Linked DNA regions of Sus scrofa: region 1 is linked to region 2. The links are chromatin contacts, called in public HiChIP or PLAC-seq maps. All regions are on one chromosome and are shown on one strand. The core of a region is the stretch at or near the end of the contact, and the rest is flanking DNA. Distances in the headings are between cores, read along the strand shown. Region 1 holds the start of RUFY2 (RUN and FYVE domain-containing protein 2). Region 2 holds the start of PBLD (phenazine biosynthesis-like domain-containing protein).

Region 1 (5,579 bases), core at 348-2,847, 60 kb before region 2:
TAATGAGTAACAGCATTAATCCCATTCTCTTGAGACCAGTTCTTGAAATGATACTAACCATAGATTTTGTACTGCTCCAGCTGGAGCAGCTAATGCCATAGCTACAGACTGGTCATCATGCGGTTGCTTTTTTTCCTCTTGCAGCAGTTACAGTATCTGTAAAAGAACTCAGGAAATGTGCATCAGTACTGTGTCTGTGACTCTATTGTCCTAATCATTTACTGCTTGGTTCCATATATACAACCTGGAAACACCCCAACCTGGAAACTCCTTATGGACATGAATCATGTTGAACAAAAGAAACACTTTACAGTGTTTGTAATGTTATTCCACTTGTGAAAAATTTATAAACTGGCAAAATAAACTACATTGATTAGGGGCATGTATTTACCATGGTAGTTACATGCAAAAAAAGCAAAGAAAGGATTCTCATAAAAGAATCATATTTACTTCTAGGGGGATTATACCTGGAGGCTTTTCCTCGGGGAGGCTAACTCTCCTGTCCTCTTCTTGCTTAATGTGGTAGTGTTTACCCAGCTGTTTACTTTATGAGTCTTTAAATGTATATATGCTTCATACATTTTTATCCATGAATGATTATCTCACAGTAAAGAAAATTTGGGGAGTTCTTGTTGTGGCTCACTGGGTTAAGGGTCTGACATTATCTAAGGATGAGGTTCATCCCTGGCCTTGCTCAGTGGGTTAAGGATCTGGTGTTGCCACAAACTGCCACTTGTACCCCTCCTTGCTGTCACTGTGGCTGTGCCTGTGGCTTAGGACTGAAGCTGCAGTGCCATTCCACCCCTGGCCTGGGAACTTTGATGTGCCACAGGGCGGGGGGGGGGGGGGGCGCATAAAAAGAAAAAAAAATCAAAACCAAAAGAAGTAAAGAAGCATAACAGGAGTTCCCGTCGTGGCGCAGTGGTTAATGAATCCGACTAGGAACCATGAGGTTGCGGGTTCGGTCCCTGCCCTCCCTCAGTGGGTTAACGATCCGGCGTTGCCGTGAGCTGTGGTGTAGGTTGCAGACGCGGCTCGGATCCTGCGTTGCTGTGGCTCTGGTGTAGGCTGGTGGCCGCAGCTCCGATTCGACCCCTAGCCTGGGAACCTCCATATGCCGCGGGAGCGGCCCAAGAAATAGCAAAAAGACAAAAAAAAAAAAAAAAAAAAAAAAAAAAATCCATAAAAAAAAAGAAGCATAACAGAACTTTATACTGGCCAAAATGATCGAGAGATAAACATCGCTTTATATCCACGAAATATCCCTCTATTTCTAAATCGGCTACTGTTTTTAACAAGTACTGATCTAACTAGATAATGGCCAAAATGATCAAGAGATAAACATCGCTCTATATCCACGAAATATTCCTCTATTTCTAAATCGGCTACTGTTTTTAACAAGTACTGATCTAACTAGATAATAGCTCGCTTTCCCAAAACTGATAAAACTTAAACCTACTGTCATAAGACCATGAGAGTTTTTCCCCTCCCTGAAATGAGAAAACCCTGGTTTGCTGGCTTTATCTCAGGAACTCTTTCCCTTGATCAATGAGATCGGTCCTCACTGCCTTTTATAAACCAGTGGATTTACTGGTTTAAACGTCGTGATTTGGGCGTTCGAATTGTTTTAGCAGATTTCTGCATAATGTTAATTGCTTCAGATTTTCTAAATTCTTCTGGTCTCCTACGAATTTGCGAGGAAAGGGAAGCATTTAGGTGTGTTAGATCAAAGCTAGGCGGACCCTGCGGATGAAAACGTTTGCACGAGGCTCGCATTCCCTCGGAAACACAGCCCTAGCGCTCGGGTGAGGCAGGTGGTCCCACCAAGGTCCGCCCTCCCGCTTCTCCACTCGAGGTTTTCCTCATGCCCTTTTTGCTTCTCCTTTGGGTCGGGCTGGATGTATAGAGTCTCCGCGAAGGCGGATTTCTCTGCTGTCGGCTGCAGGCGCCGCGGCCCCCACCCAACCCCGCCGCCGCGGGACCGCCGGGCGTCCTCCAGCCGCCGGGAGCGCTGTGGGCCTCAGTGGGCCTGGTCGCAAACGCCCTGGCGGCCGCCGAGCGCTTGAAGGGAGCTGCTGGCGGGGCCCAGGGCGTCTCCGCCCGAGACCGCGCCACCGCTGCAGTCGCCACCATGGGTAAGAGGAGCAGGCCGAGAGCGGACGTCGGGCCCTCTGTGCTGGGCCAAGACCGCGGCTGGGCAGGGAGGACTGGTGGTGGGTGGGCTTCTAGGCCTCGGGGTCGGAACTGGGGCCGGAACCTGGGCCTGGTGCTGGGCGGGGGCAGCCGGGTGCTCGGGGGCGCCGGGGGTCGCCATGGCAACGCGCGGTTATCCAGTGTTCCCTCCTGCTCCCGCCCGCGTTTGGGGGCCTAATGGCAGAGGGTTGGTGGTCCGACGGCTTACCGGGAGCGAGGGCAGGGCCGGCGAGGGTGCGGCTCCCAGGTCGAGGGAACAGTCGGGGACGGACGATGACTTTTCAGGGTTGGGGGTGGCAGAGGGAGGCGTCTCAGGTTGGGGCCTGGGTTCCCGACGCCGCGGGCGGGAGAGGGGCAACGATGCCGCGCAGGACTTCGGGTGAGCCCTTCGCGCGGGTCCCGGGGGCGCCCCGAACCTTTTGGGCAGCCCTGTGGGCGGAGAGGAGGGGAGGCAGGGAAGGGGCTCTAGGCCCGGGCAAGATGCAGGAATTTGAGGGCTGCGACCCAGCTAGACGCATCCACGAGTCCTGGCGGGGCCCGCCTGGGTGTAAACGCTCTTTGGCATGGAAGCTGCGGCGTCCAGCTCCGACCTACCCCAGAGCAGCTGGAGATGCGCCCTTTGTCTGGTTGTCGCTTCACACATTGAAGATTGTGATGGGCGCTGTTAAGAAATGTGAGAATTGTCACAGATTATGAAACATCGAGTGCTTTTGCCCCCGAAAAAGAGGGAATCTTGCCACGATGCAGATTTGAAGAAATGATGTCGTGTGGAGATTCTCCACCAGCTTGCTTGGTCATAGCAGTTGTGACTGCATTTTAAGTTGCTTAGGATTCAGCGCCAGGCTTCATGCTTAGCTGTCTGAGGTCAGAACTAGAATACTAGATCATTGGGAATCCTGGACTTTTGTCCAGTGAAGCAAAAACAGACACTTGGTTTTCTTGGACTAGTAAATTTGGCAGAGATTATGAAACATAAGTGCTTTATTTTCTCCCCCACTTCATTTTGTCATCCGTGTTTGCTGAAAATATTTCTGCCAATCACAAAAGTGATGAGAGTATGGAGAAGTATCTGAATTTATAAGAAAACTGATAATAAAATAAATTTTATTTATTTGGAAAGAAAATAAATTTTTTTGTTAGTTGAAAATATTGGAGTTTCCGTCGTTGCGCAGCAGAACTGAATCCTACTAGGAATCATGAGATTTCGGGTTCGATCCCTGGCCTCATTCAGTGGGTTAAGAATCCAGTGTTGCAGCTGTGGTGTAGGTCGCAGATGCGGTTGGATCTGGCGTTGCTGTGGCTGGGTAGGCAGCTGTAGTTCCGATTGGACCCCTAGCCTGGGAACCTCCATCTGCCACGGGTGTGGCCCTAAACAGCAAAGATTATCTATCTATCTATCTATTTATCTATCTATCTATCTATATGTGTGTGTATGTATATGTGTGTTATATATAATTTTTTAAAAAAATGTCACTATTGGTTTTCAACTGGATCAGCTGTGTAGAAGGTCAGGGAACTTTTTTTTTTTTTTTTTTGTCTTTTTTTTGCTATTTCTTGGGCCGCTCCTGCGGCATATGGAGGTTCCCAGGCTAGAGGTCCAATCGGAGCTGTAGCCACCAGCCTACGCCAGGGCCACAGCAACGCAGGATCCGAGCCGCGTCTGCAACCTACACCACAGCTCACGGCAACGCCGGATCGTTAACCCACTGAGCAAGGGCAGGGACCGAACCCGCAACCTCATGGTTCCTAGTCGGATTCGTTAACCACTGCGCCACGACGGGAACTCCAGGGGAACTTTAATGTGAAACTGATCCCTGCTTTTATTTCCTCTGGGAAAATAAAGGATTCCTGCAATACAGAACTAAGATTGTAATGAAAAAAACCAGGAAGAGGGTTAAAATGAGTGAGTTTAATGGCTTCTCCTGTACCTCCCTATTTTATTTCACTGTCATGTTTGTTCTGGGTGATACTGGAATCTTAGAATTTTAACTGCCTTTTATTGCCAATTTATTCTGAACATTTTTTTTTGCCTTTGAATTCATCCTTGACGCTTCCTGCTCTCCACCTTGGCATGAGACCCTTAAACGTTGTCTGTTCTCCACATTTATCTCCACAGAAAGTCATTTAAAAAAACCTCATTCTCCCTGTAGAGGTGCCACAAAAGTAAATAAATACCAGAGAATAGCTAGTTTGCAGGACGTTGAGAGTAATTCATAAACTTGGGCTGGAATGAGCCTGGTAGAGTTGTTCTATGTTATGCATGAGAGACATAAAAAGAAGTTAACTAGGGGGTGTACATTAGTTAGGAAGACTAGCTTGTCTACCAAGGAAAAACAGACCACTCTTGGTTTTGTAGGGGAAGGAGAGGGTTTGTATATTTTCCAGTGTTGGGTCTTGCAAGTGATGTTGGATTCCTTTCTTGTGTTTTCAGCTACAAAGGACCCCACAGCTGTAGAGAGAGCAAACTTGTTAAATATGGCTAAACTCAGTATCAAAGGACTCATTGAATCTGCTCTAAGCTTTGGCCGCACTTTGGATTCTGATTATCCCCCCTTGCAGCAGTTCTTCGTGGTCATGGAACATTGTTTGAAACATGGTCTTAAAGGTATCACAAGATTTTTTAAAAACTAACTTTAGAACTTCCCCCTCCCATCTTAAACATCCTTGAAAAGGTGATTGTTTTGTGTGTGTGTGTGTGCGTGTGAGGCCGCAATTATGGTTACTTTAAAAATTTTGAGTGGGTTGATTTTGGGAGAAGGTACCCTACTGCTTTATGTTTTCTAATGGGTGGTCTTTAGATAATGTTAGGATTTTGTAAAAAGCATATTTGATTTGAAATTTTTTTCACTATACTCTGAACTGATTGCCATTTTTCTAGGACAGGTATAGAGTTATTTAGAAAATTTTAAGCTTGGTGATTCTGGTATGAACTCTTATTGCTAGTTTAAACCCTCTTGAACAAATACACTAAAATAGTTGGTTGTTGGAGTTCCCATCATGGCTCAGCAGTAATGAACCCCACTAGGATCCATGAGGATTCGGGTTTGATTCCCAGCCTCGCTCAGTGGGTCAAGGATCCGGCGTTGCCTTGAGCACTGGTGTAGGTCACAGATGGGGCTCATGTCCTGCATTGTGGCCATGGTGGAGGCCGGCAGCTACAGCTCTGATTCAACCCCCTAGCCTGGGAACTTCCATATGCCACAAGTGCAGCCCTAAAAAGCAAAAAAAAAAAAAAAAAAAAAAAAAGAAAGAAAGAAATGGTTGTTGAAATATAAACCTCCTTAGTGTGTGGGAACATATCTAGCAAAAATATCTTCTGGATTGGTTTATTGTAGTGAGCACTCTTTAAAGATAATGCTAATAGTAGATTTTGTATTCTTCCATAC
Region 2 (6,154 bases), core at 1,617-4,116:
TCCTTCCCAAGAGACAATCACCCTTTCTTTAAAGATTCCAGAACATTTTAAAGAGGTTAATGCAGAAGTCCTTCAGCTGCAGAAACTTACCAGACCTTATAAATTTCACTATGCAGCTGTAGGAATCCTACTCACCTGAATATTTCAAACCTTTCCCTCACCACCTCCTCCCCTGTAAACAAAACAATTTGTTCACTTGATTCTTTTAAGCTTGAGGATTATTTCATATAAACAGTATTCACTAATACTTAATTTCACAGGATCTAATTATGAGCAACTGCTAGGGCTAGCATCTGCAAAGAGTAAAATATTTTCCCTAGAATCAATGCATTTAAAAAAAGCTAAACATTCACTGAATGTGGTTATCAAGGAAATACCGTGGCATATGAATCACCTTTTCTACTTATTTTGCTGTTTTTAAAAGCAATCCTAAACCCTACTCTAAACACAGATGTTCAAAATAGGAACAGATTTTTATCTGACACTACTACAACTAATTCTTAGGTACACAAATAACTGGCACGAACCTTTTAAGAGAAGGGTTTGAATCCCTAGTCTGCTACTTACTGGCTACCTAGTTTAAAACCAAAGTACTTTAACCTCTGCACTCAACTATAAAATGTAACAGCGGTACTTATACCACATCAGGACTGTTAAGAATTGTTTACAGTTTGTATTTATTTGGTTTGCAACATGGTAATCATTCGATGGTGGCTACTTTTACTGGATTTTAAGAGGTCCTGTAAAACTAATCAAATAAACCACAAACAAAATAACTGAACCTTAAAGGATAGGAAAATGCTCTGAATCATGAAAGGAAATAAGGTCTATTACAACAAGTCTTTTTCAAAGTCAACAAAAATCTTAAGTTTTCAAGTGTTCTTAGGAATTGTCTAAAGCAGAAAGAAGGAAAAAGACTTTGGAAATGTTTACTAAGATACTTTATTAGTAGAGCAAAAAAAAGTTCTAGAATAGCATTGAAAGTAGGCTTTGGAAAAAGACATTTTAACGATCTTTATAATTTCCTTTAAAACAAAACCCCACCAACCTAAGAAATAATCTGCTGTGAAAAGACCTTAGGATGTGGGGGCTTTATGTTACTTAGAACATTTATTTATTTATTTTTCAATGTAAAGGTACCACTTCAGGAATTCAAAAAAGATGGAAACTGACTTATAGTTATAAATCTTAGCACTTTCCAAGAAATACTAGCAAGCAAACTATACTAGCTTTGATTTTTGGATCAGCCTATTCCAAAGTGCATAAAAACAATACAGTCTATAAAGAACACACCAAACTGTTAACACAATTTTAATTTGGGGAAAGGTTAAGCAGATTTGGAAGACAAACTACTTCAGAATGACTCTCCATCCCATGTGAATGAGTACACAACAAAGTAACCCACACTCTACTAACTCTTCAAAACTCAAAATTAGAACCTGGAATTCTATTTACAAAACCAAACCAAGACAAAACCTGAAGGCATAAAAAAAAAAAAAAAAAAAAAACACCAATCTGTTCTGATACCTTAATAAAGTTGTCTCAGAAACTACCTAAAAAAAGTGTTTACCAATTATTCAGGATAATCCTTCTCAACCTTTCTTTACAAGTGTCACAGCAATTCTGCTTTAAAAATTTCTAGTGTTAGCATCAATCAAAACACCAGCAGCTGAAATACACAGTTTGTCAGTTCTGTATGAAATTTTTAATGTAATTTCCTAAACATTAGGCTAAGTGAAAGAAACCAGTCACAGAAGACCACTACTGTATGATTTTAAATGGATGAAGTTAACGATCTGTGAACTGTATCTCAAAGCTGTTAAGAAAAAACATCTTAGAAGCCAAATGAGATAAAATTCCTTTATAACATAAAGGGTTTGATACATTAATAAACAACCCTAAACCATGCTTCTAAAAAAGTTCCTTGGTCAGCAGGTTAAGAAGGATCCTGTGGTGTCACAGCTGTGGCACAGGTTTGGCCAGAAAATTAAAAAATGAGAGGTAACTTCAAAATTTTGGTCAGAAGTGGTGATGAAATGCTTAAATAAAATGGAAATCATTCCCTTTTCATTGTGCTTGCTCAATTTTAAATAAAAATAGACTCACACACTACTACTTGGAGGTGAGGTGTCTAAACGGATTTCTTTTCTAGAACAAAGTTACCACCCACTGCAGTTCAATCACTTGTTTAACAAAGTAAGAATACCAAAACTACACAGTTGTTTAAAATATAAAAAGCAATTTAGATGCATTTCCAAATCATGATGCAGATGAAGGGCAGGAAAAAAGGTTTCTAGGGTAATCCAATCAGGGAAGCTGTTACACCACACAAGACTTTATAAGAAACTGGGCTATATGTCTTTACAAGTGCATAGAAACACAGAACATCTTCAACATCATGAAGATCTTTTTCATTTTTAAAGATGAAAAAATAAACACACTTGTAAAGATTCATATGCATTATTGGAAGTCTCATGCCTTGCCTGTCCTTTACTTTGCACAGTTTTCAGTGAAAATTACAGACCCAGTTCTCCAATGTTCTAAGGACCGAAAAAAAAAAAAAAAAAATCACAGCACCACATGACTGGGCTTGCAGTTTGTTTTTCTGTTGAGTAGGGTTATTTTCTTCGCCAAAATGTTACTATAGTCCTAAGCCAAATAGAAAATTCGCTTAGCTACCGAAAGAAAATAAACCCTAACTGTATTTTGAAGTATTTTATTTCCACAGCCTTAATGCCAAAACAATCTTTGCACAAAATAAAAATCTTGGAGATTGGTGAAAGCCGATAACGCAATTCCTATACACACATTTTTTCCATCACTGGTTGTTTTTTAACAACTGTTTCCCAAAAGTAAACCACCTACTTAAATTCTAACACAGTATTCGCCAAACTACACAAAACCATTGCTAAACCATCCCGCCCCCGCCCAAAGGTTCAGAAAGTCGTATCTTGGTTCACCTGCTTGAAATAAGCCCCACTGCACATTCCTATTCGGTAAGTCACCCGCTTTTCTGCTTACAATTACCCATAAAGTCTCCCAATACGGTTTAAGTGGAAAAAACCCTTTGGAAAATGAGTACGTACTCTTTTCGAAGCTCCAAACCTGGAATATAAGGGCCGGCTAAGCGTCCTTTATTCCTCCCCGGAGGCTTTTCGTTTTATCTAGCTGCCCTAGAGACCAGAGAGCTAGGGAGAGTACGCCCCTTCCCCCCCTTCCCGTTCGGCAGCAAAGCTTGGCTTAAAAACCTTCGCCACCCGGCGGCGGAATTACAAAGGAGGCCGTCTGCCTCCTTTGTCCCGGGTTTGGGAGTTGAGCGCCTTCGTCGCCATTGGCTTTCCTCCCCCAGCTCCAGCCTCTCTCATCTTGGGAATCTGCGTCAGAAGTCACTCGCAGTCCCGCCAGCCCAGGTAGCCCAGCTGAGACTGCGGAGGAAGGGAGGCCGCGGTGGGAGGCCAGGCCCATCCGGCGCCATTTCCAACCGGAGCGCGCCCGAAGGCCCTGAGCCTCCCCCCACCCAAGTGCCCAGCCTTTCCCAGCTCGCTTCCTTCCCCACCCACATCCCTTCCGAGGCGCTCTAACCACCGCCCCCCTCCCCGGACTCCTAAATCAGTTTTCGGAAGCTAAGGGGCAAGAAGCAGAAAGAGAGGAGAAGGGCGGGAAGCCCAGGTGGCCGCGCCACCGTACCCAAAATGGCGGAAGCCAAACCAGCAGGGAAAAGACGGGAAATGCGTGATGAGCCCCACTTCGGGCCTCGGCTTCGTCCACTAAATCCCCCCTGAGTAAGTCCCCCCCCCGCCCGGCAGGCCGCCCCCGAAGTGAGAGATCGCCCGGGGGGGCGCAGCCTGGCCACCTCCGAGCGGCGACCTCCACACTTCGCCCCGCCCCACCCCCTCCCAGTTTCTCTTTCGTCCTTCTCCCGACTCCACTCTCGAAACCACCATCCCAACCTACCCCCTTTTACTTCAGATACCCTGTCGAGCGACAGTAGCGCCGACTCCGCTGCTTGCGGGGCCCGGTCGTGGAGAAGGAGAAGTCGCCTGCCTCGTGTAGCGCTCCCACAACGGTTCTTCCAACCGTCTCCGGCGGTGGCAACCGCTGAGGGAGCTGCGCAGCAGAGCGACTGGCTTGGGGGGATGGGAGAGCGCGAGAGAGAAGGAGGGGGTGGAGCGAGAGCGAGGAAGACCCACCGGCCCCGCTCTCGCGAGGCAAGAGAGTCGGTCCCGCCTTGGCGCGGAAGGCAAGAAGTGCGCTTGCGCGTTGGTGGAAGGCCTGGTTGTTGGGGTCGGGGGAAGGTGGAGGGTCAGTAACTCCGCTTTTCTTGCTTACCCTAAAACCTTCAAATTCTCAAAGCCACCTTTCTGCTTTCGCGGGGAGATGTGAAGTGGCGAAAGTATTCCTTCCTGTTTGTGTTGCAAGAATCCTGGAGTCGAGTTTTGGAGAAGTCCGCTTTTTCCCAGCGAGAGCAAATTCTGTAAGGCTCCGCCCTCACCCCGCGTCACCTGCGTGGAAAGGGAGCCACGTGGTTCGGCAGCCAAATGCGGGGAGGGCTTTTCTTGTCCACCATGTTTGCGTTATGCAGTAAAAATAGTAGTGTTTTCCGGCTGGGAAGATACAGTAATGTCCACCAGGCCCCTATTTGGGTTCTCAGGCTGGAGCTCCTTCCCCCGGCCTTGGCGCTGCCAGCCCAGCCGCCCAACCCGCCCCACAGTGGGGCTTATTTGGGGGTGGAGTGGGGAGGTGGGTTGCCTTGCAAATCGCTTCCTCCTTTCGCCTTGGCGTTACCTCTCGCCTTTATCTCTCCCACTTTGTAATCTCAGTGAGCATCAGCCGCTCGCGGCGGGAGACTTCCAGTTGTTTTCTAAATAGTACTTTGCATCCTTGAAAATTGCTTGTACAAATGACACCTAGTAAATAATTTTTGGTTGTGCTGTCATACCGCCAAGGTTCCTAGGGACTCCTCTTGAAGGGGAAAAAAAAAAAAAAAGGCGAGCTGAATTTCTGTAAGAAGATTAGAGGTCGGTCCTAGTACTGAGATCAGCGCAAGTTAAAGTGCGGACGTATAGGAACGCACATCAAATGCAAAGGAGAGGAGGAAATGAGTTTAAGTGTACACAAGTACCCCTAGGTTGGGAATGTTGACAAAACTAGCTTGTAGAACTTCAGAGTGCAAAGACTTTGGGCTGTAGACCCTGAAAAGGGCGTCGAGGTGGGGTGAAGGAGACCTAGAGGATTAGCAGTGGAGAAGCTTGAATAATTTTTTCTTCCCTGAGGTCTGCAGTGTGAAGGGTGGAGACAGGAGTCCAATTACTATCTTATTGTGGAAACTTGCATTTCTTGGCTTTCATTCATCCTCAAACCTGTTTAAGACAAGTGTGGGACTAGGTCATAGTGCCCTAACTGCCTTTCTTGAGCCTACGCCCTCAAGATAACCCTCAGAGAAAGGGGGGGAAAGGACAGTGTGTTCATTACAGGAAATAGAAAAATAAAACAGGATGATGTAATAACAGTAGCTCACAATTATTGAGAGCTTGCTCAAGTTAGGTGCTCAATTCACTGACACTTTATAACCCTGAAAAAAAATTTTTTCTCTTCTTTTTGAAAATTATAGCTGATTTAAATGTGTCAATTTCTGCTGTACAGCAAAGTGACCCAGTCATAAATATATGCATACATTTCTTATATTCCATCATGTTCTATCCCAAGAGATTGGATATAGTTCCCTGTGCTATTCATTGGGATCTCATTGCTTATCCATTCTAAATGTAATCGTTTGCATCTATTATGTCTAAACTCCCAGTCCATCCTACTGCCTCCCCTTCCCCCAAAATAATAATATTTGGGGGGGAGGTGAAAGAGAAAAAGATAGCTTTATTGCTTTGCCAGGCAAAAGAGGGTCACAGCAGGCTAATGCCCTAAAGACTATGCCCCCCCAATAATAATTATTATCTCCATTTTACAGCTGGTATATTTGATTTCTAGAGAAATTTTAACATTTCTAGTAGCAGAAGCGAGGATTTAAACCCAAATGGGTTTTTGTTTTGGGTTTTTTTTTTTTCCTGCTCCACTTGTAGCATGCAGAAGTTCCCCTGGCCAAGAATTGAACCCAGGCCACATAATTGACCCAAGCTGCTGCAGTGACAACACCAGATGC

The links. HiChIP or PLAC-seq counts read pairs in DNA pulled down with a chosen protein or histone mark.
Region 1: a contact with region 2 is called in an H3K27ac HiChIP or PLAC-seq map of skeletal muscle. The contact joins the promoter of RUFY2 here to the promoter of PBLD in region 2. A contact is called at or near these places in 2 of 47 Hi-C or Micro-C datasets (heart right ventricle and skeletal muscle) and 2 of 2 datasets of contacts at active chromatin or transcription factors (alveolar macrophages and skeletal muscle).

Annotation. Positions count from the first base shown.
Region 1 is chr14:71,543,755-71,549,333 of Sscrofa11.1, reverse strand. RUFY2 (RUN and FYVE domain-containing protein 2) reads left to right here and starts at 1,597. Exons shown (of 19, transcript XM_021073521.1): 1 at 1,597-2,213; 2 at 4,625-4,798. The coding sequence starts at 2,132.
Region 2 is chr14:71,484,254-71,490,407 of Sscrofa11.1, reverse strand. It overlaps PBLD (phenazine biosynthesis-like domain-containing protein), which reads left to right and starts at 2,866. Exons shown (of 10, transcript XM_021073523.1): 1 at 2,866-2,996. It overlaps HNRNPH3 (heterogeneous nuclear ribonucleoprotein H3 (2H9)), which reads right to left and starts at 4,113. Exons shown (of 10, transcript NM_001243555.1): 1 at 3,955-4,113.